2 separate regions of the Mus musculus genome follow, and region 2 is linked to region 1. A link is a contact called in public HiChIP or PLAC-seq data. All regions are on one chromosome and are shown on one strand. The core of a region is the stretch at or near the end of the contact, and the rest is flanking DNA. Distances in the headings are between cores, read along the strand shown.

Region 1 (7,144 bases), core at 3,235-5,734:
TCCAGGTCAGACACAGAGAGAATTTGTTTTTAAAAAAAATAAAACATCAAATGAGGAAGCTGAAGTGCAGAGAGAATGAATAATCTGCCCAAGGTTTCCTAGCTAGTAACGGATGGAACTGGTGTGTGAACCCAGCTAGACATATACCGTGTGCTAGTCAGTATACACCTTGCCTATCTGTAACAGTAATATTATGCCAAAAATCTATGTGTGTCTGTCTGTCTGTCTACATCTATCATAGCAGAGAGAGTGTAGAATTTATAAAGGAAAGGTGTGTAAGAATTCCTGAGAGTGGGAGGTGTGCCCAGGGATTACTACCTATGAGCGTTCAAGCCTATAATGGGTGGGAACTATAGAGACGGCCCAGTGGTCAACAGTGCTGGGCTTCCCGGCACCGAAGACAGAAGCTGGCATCCATCTGTGACTCTAGGGGATCTGACACTCTCTTCTGGCTTTTATAGGCACATGCATATGCATGCATGTGCATGCGTGAGCGCGCGCGCACACACACACACACACACACACACACACACACACATAAGTAATATTATTATTATAAAATCCTTTGTTTTTCAAGACAGGGTTCTCTGTGTAGCTTTGGCTGTCCTTGAACTCTCTCTAGACCAGGCTAGCCTTGAACTCAAAGAAATCCACCTGCCTCTGCCTCCTAAGTGCTGGGATTAAAAGTGTGTGCCACCACTGTCCAGCCAAATTAATCTTTTAAAACCTAAAAACATTTGGGCTGGAGAGATGGCTCATTGGTTAAGAATATTGGCTTCTCTTCTGGAGGTTCTGTGTTTAACTCCCAGCAACCATATGATGGCTCACAACCATCTGTAATGGGATCTGATCCCCCTTTCTGGCAAAAAGATGTACATACAGACACAATACTCATATGCATAAATAAATCTTAAAAAAAAAAAAAGAAAGAAAGAAGGAAAGAAGAAAAGAAAGAAAGAAAGCTCATCCTTTTAAAAAAAAAAAGGAGGCTGGAGAGATGGCTCAGGGGTTAAGAGGACTGACTGCTCTTCCAGAGGTCCTGAGTTCAATTCCCAGCAACCGCATGGTGCCTCACAACCATTTGTAATGGGATCCGATGCCCTCTTGTGGTGTGTCTGAAGACAGCTACAATGTACTCATAATAAATTAAAAGCTAGGCGTGGTGGTGGTGCACGCCTTTAATCCCAGCACTCAAGAGGCAGAGGCAGGTGGATTTCTGAGTTCGAGGCCAGCCTGGTGTACTGTACAAAGTGAGTTCCAGGACAGCCAGGGCTACACAGAGAAACCCTGTCTAGGAAAACCAAAAAAAAAAAAAAAAAAAAAAAAAAAGGCTTGTAAGGAACAGTCCTTAGAGTTCATTTTGTTGGACACAGAGAGGAGCTGAAGTGTAGTTTAACATGAGCCAGGTCCTAGATTCCATCTTCAGTCCTCTCCTCCCAACAAAACTCTCCCATACATTTGTGAGGGAAAAAAAAAATGATGGAAGAGACTTTGAAGAACTGGGCTGGACACGTGTCTCAGATAGGGATTCTATTGCTGCAGTGAAATACCATGGCCAAAAGCAAGTTGGGGAGGAAGGAGTTTCCTCAGCTTATTCTTCCATATTCCCCGTTCATCACCAAAAGGAAATCAGGACAGGAACTCAAATGGGGCTGGGGGTGGGGGGGGAACCTGGAGGCAGGAGCTTATGCAGAGGCCATAGAGGATGCTGGGCGGGAACCTGGAGGCTGGAGCTGATGCAGAGGCCATGGCGGATGCTGCTGACTGGCTTACTAGTCCTGCTTTCTTAGAGAACCCAGGACCACCAGCCCAGCAGTGGTTCTACCCACAATGAGCTGAGCCCTCCCTCATTGATTACTAATTGAGAAAATGCCATACAGCTGGATCTCATGGAGGCATTTCCTCAACTGAGCTGCCTTTCTCTCTGAAGACTCTGGCTTGTATGGAGTTGACACAAAGCTAGCCAGGACAGTGGCGTAGTAGCGTTGTGCCCACGATTCTGACATTTGTAGTGAATTTGAGGGTAGTCTTGGCTACCCCAAAACCAGAGTGAGAGTCCTCAGGACTTGGACTCTGGGAAGCGAGGGGAACTGGATGATCCAGTATCTTTGGAAGAAACAAGTTAGGTGTGGTGTCAGTTGATAAAATGGGGGACACGGGAACAAGTGGAGGTCCATGGATTCGGCGGGGGTGGGGGTGGGGCAGGATTGTTGTTTTGTGGTTTGTAGAGAGGAACACTACACGTGAAGGAAGTTACCAGAAGCTAGACCAGGCTGCCCTGTGTATGAGAAGTGCCGGGCCATGCCACTTCATGATCCCAGAGGAAGGGGCTCCTGTTCCTAATTGTCTCTGAGACTCTGTCATTTGTTATGGCACTCTGGTGCTGGTAGGAACTGGGCCTCATCTGAGTAGAGATGACACTTAGAGCTGCCTAGTAGGAAAAAGGAGGAAGAGAGAGCAAGCAAGACACAGGGTGGTCCTGGGGTTTGACTCTGGTGAAGAAAGAGCCACTGGAGAGCGGAGAAAAGCAGGCCCGGCCAAGTGCAGAACATCCAAGTCTGGAGGAGAAATTTCTGAAAACAGGAGAGAGGGGATTTGAGGCTGCCCTCATCCTTGGCAATGGGGTGACCCTCCTAAGTCACCTTTGTCACATGGGCTTGACAGCAGAGCCCAGGAAGGAGGGAGTTAGTGGAAGGGGAGGAAAGTATTGTCTCAAGAGGGGAAATATGGATCTAAGTGAAGGTGAGCTAAGAAGCCGGGACCAAACATGCAGAAGATGGCTCAGCAGGTAAAGGCACTTGCTGTCAAGCTTGACCCCCTAAGTTTGATCTCCAGAACCCACAGGGTGAAAGGAGAGACCCAGCATGCACGGATCTGACTTCTGACCCCCACTCCTTTGTTATAGCATGCATGCGCACATGCACACACAACATGAATACAGAACATGCAATAATTTTGTTGTTGAAAAAGAAAAAAGTAGGGGGCTGTAGAGATGGGTCAGTGGTTCAGTGCACAGGAAGCTCTTCCAGAGGACCAGGGTTCAATTCCTAGCACCCACGTGGGGACTTATAACCCTCATTAGCTACTGTTCCAGGGGCTCTGGTGCCCTCTTTCAGCCCCCATGGACACTTGCATGCACATGTGTGTGCAGTGATATCAAGAAATACATCTTTAAAACACAGCAACGTAGGACTCAGAACTTCTTCCCTCTAGGAAAGAGGAAGGTATGTGTTTAGGGATTGAAGGATGGGGCAGTTTCAGGGGGATGTTTATGGGGTAAGATGGGTTTTCTCTAGTAGAGGGACATGGGCAAGCCCAGAGCACAAGAGGAAAGAGGCTGGATTGTGGAGAGCGGCAGAAAGCATGGAGGATGATGGAGGGGCAGGGTGGCAGTGTTGTGTGTTGGGGGGGGAGTTGGATCAGCAGGGTAGCAATGGTGGGGGGGGTTGGATCAGCAGGGTGGCAATGGTGTGGGGGTGTGGGGTTTGGATCAGTGGGGTGGCAATGGTGTGGGTGTGAGGGTGGGGGTTGGATCAGAGGGGTGGCCATGGTGTGGGAGTGGGGGGGGTGTGGATCAGAGGGGTGGCAATGGTGTGTGTGTGTGTGTGTGTGTGTGTGTGTGTGTGTGTGGAGGGTTGGATCAGCTGCGCCCACAGCTTGGGTAGCAAGGTGCTGTCTAAAGTGCTCAGTGTGGGTTCCTGGTTAAGAGCCCAGGCCTGAGAGGAGACAGTTTGGGTTCCTGTTTTGGATCACAGTGTGGCCTCAGGCAAGCTGCTTAACCACTAGGTAGCTGGTTCAATTCCTCATCTGTCTAATGAGTTTAAACATGGCACTTTTCTCTGAATATTATAAGCAAGTCTATTTATGTTCAGAGTTGTCGTCTACCACAAAGGAAGTGCCCAGTCTGTTAAGGCTTGGTTTTTATTTTGAAGCAAGGTCCTGCGATGTAGCTCAGGCTATCTCACTCTTAGAAGCTCCTCCTCCCAGGGGCTAACTTACTCTGCTGATTCTTAAGGAAGTTTTTGGCTTTTTTAAGACAGGGCTTCTTTGTGTAGCTCTGGCTGTCCTAGAAAAAGTTCTGTAGACCAGGCTGGCCTTGAATTCACAGAGAGCCTCCTGACTCCAGAGTGCTGGGGTCAAAGGTGCACAACACTGTGCTGGGGTTGAAGGATGATCTTGAAAACCTTTGACAATGTGTATGGTATCCCTTCAACCCTTTCTCCTTGCTGCCTGCTTTCCCAGGCACACGGTTAGCAGACACCGCTTCTGTCTCCCAGATTTGCCTGGTGCTCAGGTATGGACTGAGCGTGCCAGCGTTCCCAGGTGTCCTCACCCGCCCTGATTTGAAAACTGTGTTCTTTTCTATCAATGCCCACAAGGCACAGTCAATTTAATGATCAGATAACAACAGAGTCTTCTACAGCGAGTGTGGTCACATCTGTTCCCCACCCCCCAGTCTGCCCTGTATGCACACAGCTCAGGACTACATTGTCTCAGACAGCCACAAGCAGGGAAAGAATTTGGGGCTAGGGTGGGGCAGGAGTCTGAAGGATTGCCTAGGGTGGTGGGAGAGAATCAGGGCACGTGAGGACACTAATTGTTCACACCAGCTCCCCTCTGAGACTTGAGTTCCTTGTCTGTAAAATGGGTTTTGGAGAGGTCTAGTGAGAAGGGTCAAGGGCCCTGTGATACCTGAAAAAGTCACTGATGCCTGGGCTCTACCAATTTTGGTTTGTTGGTGTGTTTGTTGGTTTGATATAACGTCTTACCATGTAACCTTGACTGATTTGGAACATCTGCCTGCCTGTGCCTCCCAAGTGCTGGGATTAAAGGCATACACTACACTACCAGGGACTTTTATGGCTTTTTTTTTTTTTTCCCAGAGACAGGGTTTCTCCGGCTGTCCTAGAACTCATTCTATAGACCAGGCTGGCCTCAAACTCAGAGAGATCCACCTGCCCCCGCCAACTCCTAAGTGCAGGGATTAAAGGCATGTACCACTATGCCCTGTTCCCTCATTATTTGTTTTTAAGGTAGGGTCTCACTATGTAGCCCTGGCTGACCTAGAACTTGCTATGTAGACCAGGGTACCCTCAAACTCAGAGCGGTACCTGCCTCTGCCTCCTGATTGCTGGGATCATACCACTGTACCAGGGAGAATCTAACAATTTTAATTCAAGAGACACCAGTGGGTAGGAATCCTGGTCTTTCTCAGCATCGACCATGTGTGCCCGACAGTTTCCCATTCCCCTTCTCTGGGATCCTTATACTCAAGTCATGAAGCAGATTATAACAACCCATTTGTCAGATGAGGAAACTGAGACTTGGCTGTTGCGGTGACTTCCGGGGAAGATGAACTGGCGTTTGGAATGAATGTGCCTGGTTCTGCCTGCTTTTCCTAACAGGTGGTACTTCGGAAAGATCAGTAGAAAGGATGCAGAGAGGCAGCTTCTGTCCTCTGGTAACCCCCAGGGGGCCTTTCTCATTCGGGAAAGCGAGACCACCAAAGGTGGGTTGGTACGGCAGACATGCCACCAGACAATAAGGACAGTGGGCTGGTCAGTGCTTGGGTCAGGGCCAAGTGGAGGGGCAGAGCTAAGCTGGGCTCTGGGAATTCCTTTGGGGGCCTCCTCCTGCTCTGAGGGAGACGAGAACTAAAGGACCCTTTCCACCCAGGGGCCTACTCCCTGTCCATCCGTGACTGGGACCAGAACAGAGGCGATCACATAAAGCATTATAAGATCCGAAAGCTGGACACGGGCGGCTACTACATCACCACACGGGCCCAGTTTGACTCCATACAGGACCTAGTGCGGCACTACATGGGTGAGCTGCTAAGTGTGACTGACCGTGTTGTCATGACGGGGAGACTGAGGCCTGGAGAACAAAAATCTCCTAAAGAAGTAGTGGCTGGGCCACGTACATGCGTCCTTAGGCCAGGATTCTGCTCTGTGTGGAGTCTGAGCAGACGGAGAGCAAGCAATGCCTCCTAATCTTGCTTCCAGGCCTAAGCCTGGGGAACTTTTGAAAATTTTACATTTTTTTTTGGGGGGGGGGCTCATGCGTGTCAGAGTACAACTCGTGGAAGTTGATTCTCTCCTTCAGCCAAGTGGGTCCTGGGGATGGAACTCGGGTCATTGGGGTTGCCAGCAGACACCGTCTTTACCTGCCGAGCAAAATCTTGCTGGCTTCGGTCTATTCAGTGTATGGAAACTTTGTGGGGCATTTGTTGTTCTCTCTCTCTATCTCTCTGTCTCACTGTCTCTCTGTCTCTTTCTGTCTCTCTCGTTGTGTGTGTCTAAATCAGAGGACAACTTGTGGAAGTAAGTCCTTTCCTTCTGCCATATAGGTCCCAGAGACTAAACCCGGGTGGCTAGGTTGGCTGCTGGCTCACACCTTACCTGCTGAGCCACCTTGCTGGCCCTGTTGTACTTCCTAGGCAGAGTCATTATCTATCATAGGCTCTAAGCCAGCAGTTCTTAACTTTCCTAATGCTGCCACCTTTTAATACAGTTCCTCATGGTGACCCTTCCAACGATAAAATTATTTCATTGCTACTTTATAACGGTAATCTTGCTACTGTTATGAATTGTAATGTAAATCTCTGATAGGCAGGATATCTGATATGCGACCCCAGAGGGGTCATGTCCCACAGATTGAGAACTGCTGCTCTAAGCAGTGGGTTGCAGAAGCTGATCAGAGCTTTGTGGAGACTCTCTGGCTGTTGTGTGCTACCTGGACGTCGGGGACAAGGCTGAAGGAGCGGTCCCTTGGACAGCTGCGGTCATTTTCCATGTGGTGACAGCAAACAAGCAGAAGCCAATGATTCTGAGCCTGAGCAGGAGGCAGCAAGGACCTGACCTGACCGAGGCCTCCTGTGGGGTTAAGCAGTTATGGTCCATCCAGGAGTAAAACCCAGCATGGAGACCAGGCACCTTCAGTGCCTCTCGTCCCCATCTTGACTGGTTAGGCCCAGGATGAGATCTGCGGCAGGAACGGACTCATGTCCACAGTTTCGCCTCAGAACCTTACCTCTGTTTTTACCTGTCAGAACTAGTCCTTGTCCTCAAAGACCTGGCTGGAGGCCACCTCCTCGGAAGACCCATAAAGTTTCCACGGGGGTCATCTCTCTTTTGTATACTTA
Region 2 (7,144 bases), core at 3,009-5,508, 63 kb after region 1:
TGTCCCCCACAGTCTCTGTTCATCTCTCTTTACTGGCCTCTGTCTTCTGTCCTTGTCTCTCTGTCTCTCTTCCTCTGTGCCTATGGTGTTTGTTACAGAACCCCCTTCCTTCTCTCTCTTGTGTGGTCTTTGCTGGTGTCTGCAACCAGAACAAATCTCCCCCAGCCAACACCCCCGAACAAGGAGGCCAAAGCAGCTAATGGGAAACATGTGATTCTGCCTCGCGCCTGGAGCACCGTGAAGGGAGCCTTAGTCCCAGCCCAACCCTGTTCCCCCCTTGCCACATTCCCCCACCACACATCCTCCCCCTGCAATGGGCATAGCGGCATGTTCCCTAGTTATTTATTGGGGGAATAGCATTTATCAACTGGGGAATATCAGGATATGGGGGCTTTGAGGGCAGCTGCTCCTTAGGGCTCCTCAGCCCCCAGAGCCTGGCAGACTAGTCTCTCACCCACCTGCCATATGAGGAGAAGAGGGCGAAGGTTAGCTGAGCCATGGGGACCAGTTAGTCACTGGGGTGGGGTAGGGGCTCAGGACACCTTTCCACTTTTCTGGGCATCTGGGGAACTTGGGGAGGAGTGGCTCCCTGAGGGCTTGTGAGCTGCTAGGCTGTGTTTCTATCCCCACCCAACCACAGGGAAGCAGAGCAGAGGAAGGCTCTGGCAGGTTGGAATTCTCCTCCTCTGCCTGTGGATAAATTGTCCCTAATCCAGGCTTGGGGAGTTGTCTGGCAGAGAGAGAGAGAGAGAGAGAGAGAGAGAGAGAGAGAGAGAGAACACATTCAGTCACTCTAGAGAGAGGGAGGGAGGGAAGAGAGAAGAATACATACAACACACAAACACAGTGACATAGAGCCTCACGAAGGTACCACACAAATGCCGAGGCACCATTGTGCTGACAGGCCCACAGACCTCTCACACCGGTTGACACCGACACTCAGCTGTACTGGCACAGACACATAATGGGATAACACAAGGACCCTCCAACATATATAGACACAAATACATGGTATGCACAGACTCACAATGATAAGGTCATACGAATCTGCACATGCAAACACACCCGCAAGCACGTGCTGACCATGGCAAAACAAACCCACAGGGACACTGTGACCAGTCACGCCATTATGCTATGACCCTGAAAGCCCACGGAAAGGAAAGGCAGAGGTAGGAGGTAGGCAGTGCTGATCTGCAGTGACACCAGCGCCTACAGTCACAGGCCTGGAGATTGGAAACCTGCAGGGACAGCAGAGGATAAGCCACCCGCCCCCACCCTGCTGCCGAACACATCCAAAGAGCTCCGAGGCAGGCAGGGGCTGGTCTGGCTCCTGACACAGTGAGATTCAGTGAACCAGGTGCAGTATGTACACACAGATACACTCACAGCTGGGCACACCTGTCACGGGCTCAGCCAAATACACAGAGAAGTGAACAGAATAGAAATCTAGATGGTGGGCGTGTCCACGATTATAAACTGAAGACACTTAATTCTGGTAGATACGTAGACTCAGCTGATAATACCAATCACTACTGATCAAACTCAGGATCCATGTGTGAACTGTATTCATTTCTCTGTGGTGCTGGGAGTGGAACCCGGGATCTTGTATTCTAGCAAGTGCTATACCTTTGAGCCACACTTGAGCCCTCCCACACGTACAGTCTTAAGCATGCTGCTGCCCACACTGACACACAGAGATGCACACTGACAGGCAGAGTAGCCCCAGCAACCCACATACAGATGTGTGTATCTACACAGATGACTGAGTCTCACCAATGCACATTCCCAAGTAACTAGAACCTATAAGCTTCTGTGATGCTTGGTTCTTAAACTCCCCCACTCTCCCCGGCCTCAGTGCAGACAATGGGGCCAGCTACTAGGCAGGAAACTGGAGTGGCAAGGTAGGCCATGGTTATTAAAGAAACCAGACGGGGTGGTGGTGCACACTTCAAAGCCTAGCTCTAGGAAGACAGAGGCAGGTGGATCTCTAGGCTAGCCTGGTCTGCAGAATGAGTTCCAGAACAGTTAGGGGGACCTAAACAAACCCTGTATCTAAAAACAAGAGCTATATCCAGTTGCTGCTGGCATTGGGCAGGTGCCAGCTCCACATACACCTCCATGGCAGTGGGCACACCTTCCTCTTCCTCTAGGGACAGCGACTCAGACTTGTACAGTTACCAGCCCCAGAGCTGTCTCTCTGCTTCATAAGATGTCACTCCTCATTTTTAGGGGTGAGAAAATGGGGAAGAATATATAGGCTGTAGACAGGATAAGGAGTTGAGCCAAGGCCAGGTTCCCTCCACTTTCTCTGGTGTGCTGTTTGTGCACACGTGTGAGTATCTAGACTTGCAAAGATACTGCTTCTCAACAGGAGTCTGGGATGTAAGAGACAGGGACTGGGGGCTGGAGAAGTGGCTCAGGGCTTAAGAGCACTTATTGCTCTTTCCAAGGATCTGGGCTCTATTCACAGTACCTCCAGGGTAGCTTACCACCATCTTGTAACTCCAATTCCATGGGGATCTGACGCCCTCTTCTGATCTGTGGGCACCAGGCGTGCAAAACATTTAAAATATAATTAAGTCTTTTTTAAAAGTAACTTTAAAAGTCGTTTATTTTTATTTCATGCGTATTATTGGTGCTTTGCCTGCGTGTATGTCTGGGTGAGGATGTCCGATTTCCTGGAACAGGAGTTACAGACAGCTGTTAGCTGCCATGTGGTTGCTGGGAGTTGAACCAGAGTCCTGCAAGAGCAGCCAGTGCTCTTAACCACAGAGCCATCTCTCCATTCCAAGTCATTGCATTTTTAAAGAGTTCAAAGAAAGAAGGTGGGATGGTAGGTAGGTACTGAGCCTCTGCAGTGGGGTAAAGTCAGATCAGGACTGGTATTTGTGGAGCATGCCCACCTGGCTCAGTTGCCCTCTGCCTGACTCCTCCGTCCATGCTCCATCTATGCTTATCTTTGGTGTGCTGTGTTTGCTTCTACAGATGGGGAGGTTGCCTGACTGTCTACCCATCGGCCTGGACCCCAGAGCCAAGCCAGCTGAGTGAGTGCCGAGGGTCCCAGGTGACCGGGGGAGTGGCACTGCTCAGGCCTCTGCAAAGACTACCCTGGAGAAGCTGATGCTGGTGGAGACAGCCCTTTCTTGCTGAGTCCAGCCTCTGCAGAGCCTGCGCAGGTAACTGTGAGCCAGTGTAACAAAGATCGCCTCTTAGCTTAGGCAGAGAGAGAGACATTAATCTAGCCTATTCGAACTCCCCATTATCCAGAGAAGGGAATAGAGGCTCATGTGGCACAGTGAGTCCCTTAGCATCCTGCCTCCTAGCCTGAGGACTCTTCCCTATGCCTCCATGACCTGGAGAACTGGGCGGAGAGATGGGTTGTGACGGTGACCAGGATTCAGGGCAGAGGTGGAAGCCAGCGTGCCTGATATATGCAGCTGACCTCCCCAGGACTCCTCTACAGAGCTGAGAGGCCATGGTAGTCCAGGTGTGATTGCATGCCCGGCAGCTGGCCGCAGGGCAGGCCATGGCAGGACCCATCTTTCTTGTGGCCCAGGTTTAGCCCACCCAGGCTCCCAGCCACAGAGGCCAGGTGGGGCTGCCCTGCCCTATAGAGGCAACTCCCTGAACTGACACATGAAGCCTCAGGCTCCAGGAAGCTCCTTAGAGTTTAGCCTGCTGGAAACCCCACCCAACTTCCAAAGGAGCATTCCTGAGGTCTGCATGGGGGTTGGGCCTCCAGGGATGGGAAGGGTGGGGAGGCAGGGCTGCAGGAGGATGTGAGGCTGTAAATGTGCTGTGCTGGGTCTGTGTGCAAGCAGGTGTGTGGGGCTCTCTGTCCTTAGTGCACAGGGTTGTGTATGCAAGAGTTACATAAGTGGCCTATGTGGGGGGAATAGTTAAGAGCTTCACATGTGTGCTGTAGTGGTGACTGCTGGCTATGGATCCTATGCAGGTGTGGGTATCCTGGGCTGTCTACCACACAGGGTACTAGTGGACCAAGACTCAAACACCCTTGGGTGGGTTTGTGTGTGCTCAGGGTTCTGAGCACAAGGTGAGGTGGCATGTGCACATGGCTCCCTTTGTGTTTTGGAGGTGGGCTGGGCAGGACTTGGGCTGCGCTGGGCTCAGCAATGCCCAGCCTTGTGGCCAAACTGCTGAAGTCACTTCCTTTTCAACAGTGACTTTCCAGGGGGAGGAGTTCTTCCGACCTGGTCGGCAGTGAGGGGCGTGGCCGAACTGGCTCTCTCTGGGGAGGGATGTGGGCGGGGGCGGGAGAGAGGTGGGAGGAGGTGCTAGTGGTACTGGAAGAGGGAGTCCTCTGGGAGACAGAAGGAAAGACAAGGACAGGAGTCTGGAAGGGCCAAGGGCAGGAGGGAATGGGGGTGGAGTGGGGCGGAAAGCACAGTCCCTGGGTGACCTCGGAGGGAGGAAGGGAGGGCTGCCAATGAGGTGACCCTCGGGTTCAGTGAGAGCTGGCAGTGGCGCCTACACACCTGGCACTCGGGGCAAGGGGCTGGCAGGGGGCGGTTCAGGAACAGACCTGCTTGCCAGGTGCCCCACTCTGGACAGGAAGAGGGTGGGCGGGGGCTGTACAAAGGAGCTCTGTGTGGCTGAGGATAGGGTAGGGTGGGGTATGCAGTGCTGTACTGTTCTGGGGTTGGGGGAGATGATGGGGGCGGGGCAGGACCAGTTCCCCTTGGGGCATCAGTGGCTCCAGGGGGACACCTAGTGGTCAGGGGAGGTAGTGCATCTTGATAACAAACTGGGGGAAAAGAGATTAGAAGTGGTAGTTGAGATAGTTGAGGAGGCCAGGGCTAGTCTGAATCTTTGGATGATGAAGCAATTTGACTTAAAGGATCCCAACAAAACCAAACTTAGGTGACAACAAAGCTGATTGGCATGGCTGTGTGTCCTTAAGGGCATGACTAAGCCTCTCTGTGTTCACATTTAAATGCAAAACAAGTGACTGGGGCTGGTGAGATGGCTCAGCAGGTAAGAGCACCCGACTGCTCTTCCAAAGGTCTAGAGTTCAAATCCCAGCAACCACATGGTGGCTCACAACCATCCCTAACGAGATCTGACTCCCTCTTCTGGTGTGTCTGAAGACAGCTACAGTGTACTTACATGTAATAAATAAATAATCTTAAAAAAAAAAAAAAAACAAGTGACTGGTCCTTCTTAGGATCTAGGGCAAGTGTCTGCTTGCTAGAAGATCTACGAATTAGGTGGGCACTAGGGGCTAAAAGGAAGGGAAGACCAAGAGAGTGAAACATGAAATTCCTGAGAGAAAGGGGGCTGGCAGTCCTGGGAGGTAACGCCTCCGTGGAGAAGAGAGGGCCTGAGGAAGGTTTCAGAGCAGCCATGTTTCCCACTGCTAAGAGCTTAAGGACATCCAGGAGCCTTCAGACTGAGGGGGCTGAGGGAAATGGGAGGGGAGTGCTCGCAGGCTGCAGAGAGGGTCATGAGGCCGGAAGTGAGAGCTGGGACTGGCAGCTTGGCTCCCCAGGGGAGGTTAGGGGTGGGTGAGAGGGGAGGAGGGCTGGGGAAGGGGTGGGGTGGTCACAGCCACAGTGGGGGAGGGTGGGGCTGGGGATCAAGGATGTGGGCTGGCGCTTCCCGGCACTCTGCTCTGCAGGTTGGGGCCCCCCTCCTAGCCAGCTGCTGTCCCTGTGGGCAAGCTCAGACACTGACCCAGAAGCAGACAAGCAGACAGAGGACCCTTTGACTTTTCATTCACAGACTTGGGCTAGATGGTACCTTTGAGAAGACGCCAAGAGAATGGCTGCCTGTTGGGGTGTGGTGGGGAAGGGAGCCAACTGCTTCCCTCAGATCCTAAGGCTGCAAAAGAGCAGTGGACAGTCGGGAGGATGTGGCCAAAGGTCTTCATGGGTGGGTGGAGCAGAAGCAGCCACTGCAGAGGAGGTTTGTCTCTTCTGCCAAGATTACGCCCTTGGGCCCCAAGTGGGAGGTCTCTAAGGCAGGAAGGCCTGGCCAGCCCCACCCTCAGTGAGGAAGGAGAGGGACTCCTGGTGTAGGTATCTCCAAAAGCCAGGTCAAGCCACTTCCTAGAGTTGTGCTCTGAGGCAGGCTCTTACTGTGTAGCCCTGGCTGTCCTAGAACTGTAGACCAAGCTCAGCTGTAACTCAGAGAGCCACCTGCCTCTGCCTCTGCCTCCCAAATGCATACCCTTGCCTGGCTGCCTCCACACTCTGAAGGTGCTCTCTCTTCAAGAACAGCAGTGCCAGCTGGCTCACTGGGTGGAGTGGTACATGCTTGTGTCTTCAGCACAGGCAGAGAGGCAGGAGGATAGCTGCAAGGGTGCGATCAGCGTGGTCTACATAGTGATTTCCAGACCAACCACGACTAAGAGTAAAACCTTGACGCCCAGGAAGAAGGTAGGGGCTGGAAATGTAGCCAAGTTGGTAGAGTATTTGCCTGTTGTGCACAAATCTCTAGGTTCAGTTTCTAGCATGGCAAAAGCTGGGTGTGGTAATATACCATTAGGTACGTGGAGTAGGTAGATGGAGTCAGGAGGATTAGAAGTTCAAGGTTCTCCTTGGTTGCCCAGCTGCCATTAGGCCATCATGGTGCACACAAGAGTTCCAGGTTACATTGAGAGATCTTTTGGGGGTGCAGGCGTGTGTGTACATGGGGGGGGGGTGGGAAATAGAGAAGAAGGGGGCAGGGAGAGGGGCAGTGCTGAGCTGGGCTAGAAGTGGTACAGGTCCACAGCCAGACATGAGAGAGAGCCTTGAGTTAGCAGGTGCAGGGGAGGCGAAGGGTGCAGCCCGGGGCAGTGGACAGAAATAAAGACCAGCCTGAATGGACGAACAGTGAAGTCTTCTAACCTCTCCATTTCAGCTTCTTCTTCTGTAAAATGGAACTAGAGCACAGGGTACTCACTGGGGGAGGGGAGGTTGCAGATTAAAATGACAGCTTCCCAGATGTCCCTCAGATGTGTGAGTCAGGCCCTCCTGGACTAGGGCCTGGGTATCTGGAGTGTTACACAGCTCCTCCGCTCCCCTGAGCTCAGGGTTTAGAAGCCAATGGCTTAGATAATTTCAGTGTTCCTCCCAGCCTTAAATTAGACCACAGCTCTAGAAGGAGCCTTTGCAGAAGTGGCTAAAGGATTGTTGCAGGA

Evidence for each region. HiChIP or PLAC-seq counts read pairs in DNA pulled down with a chosen protein or histone mark.
Region 2: a contact with region 1 is called in an H3K27ac HiChIP or PLAC-seq map of embryonic stem cells, with 8 read pairs. The contact joins two enhancer-like sites. A contact is called at or near these places in 1 of 39 promoter capture datasets (embryonic stem cells), 5 of 15 datasets of contacts at CTCF or cohesin (the G1E-ER4 cell line, the NIH/3T3 cell line, embryonic stem cells and 2 more), 60 of 484 Hi-C or Micro-C datasets (B cells, the Ba/F3 cell line, the C2C12 cell line and 37 more), 15 of 115 datasets of contacts at active chromatin or transcription factors (the HPC-7 cell line, acute myeloid leukemia, differentiating embryonic stem cells and 8 more) and 1 of 9 other capture datasets (embryonic stem cells).

The regions. Positions count from the first base shown.
Region 1 is chr4:132,989,242-132,996,385 of GRCm38.p6, forward strand. Fgr (FGR proto-oncogene, Src family tyrosine kinase) reads left to right here. Exons shown (of 13, transcript NM_010208.4): 6 at 5,406-5,509; 7 at 5,677-5,826. Among named protein-coding and RNA genes, the nearest start is that of Gm36599, 15 kb to the right of the region's middle. Within about 2 kb of position 4,485, at least 18 of the 459 cell types and tissues checked have an H3K27ac peak or open chromatin away from gene starts, as enhancers often do. A contact at or near this core is called in acute myeloid leukemia and embryonic stem cells, where this site is marked.
Region 2 is chr4:133,052,028-133,059,171 of GRCm38.p6, forward strand. It overlaps Ahdc1 (AT hook, DNA binding motif, containing 1), which reads left to right. Exons shown (of 7, transcript NM_146155.3): 3 at 2,986-3,176. Among named protein-coding and RNA genes, the nearest start is that of Gm26615, 28 kb to the right of the region's middle. Within about 2 kb of position 4,259, at least 293 of the 459 cell types and tissues checked have an H3K27ac peak or open chromatin away from gene starts, as enhancers often do. A contact at or near this core is called in acute myeloid leukemia and embryonic stem cells, where this site is marked.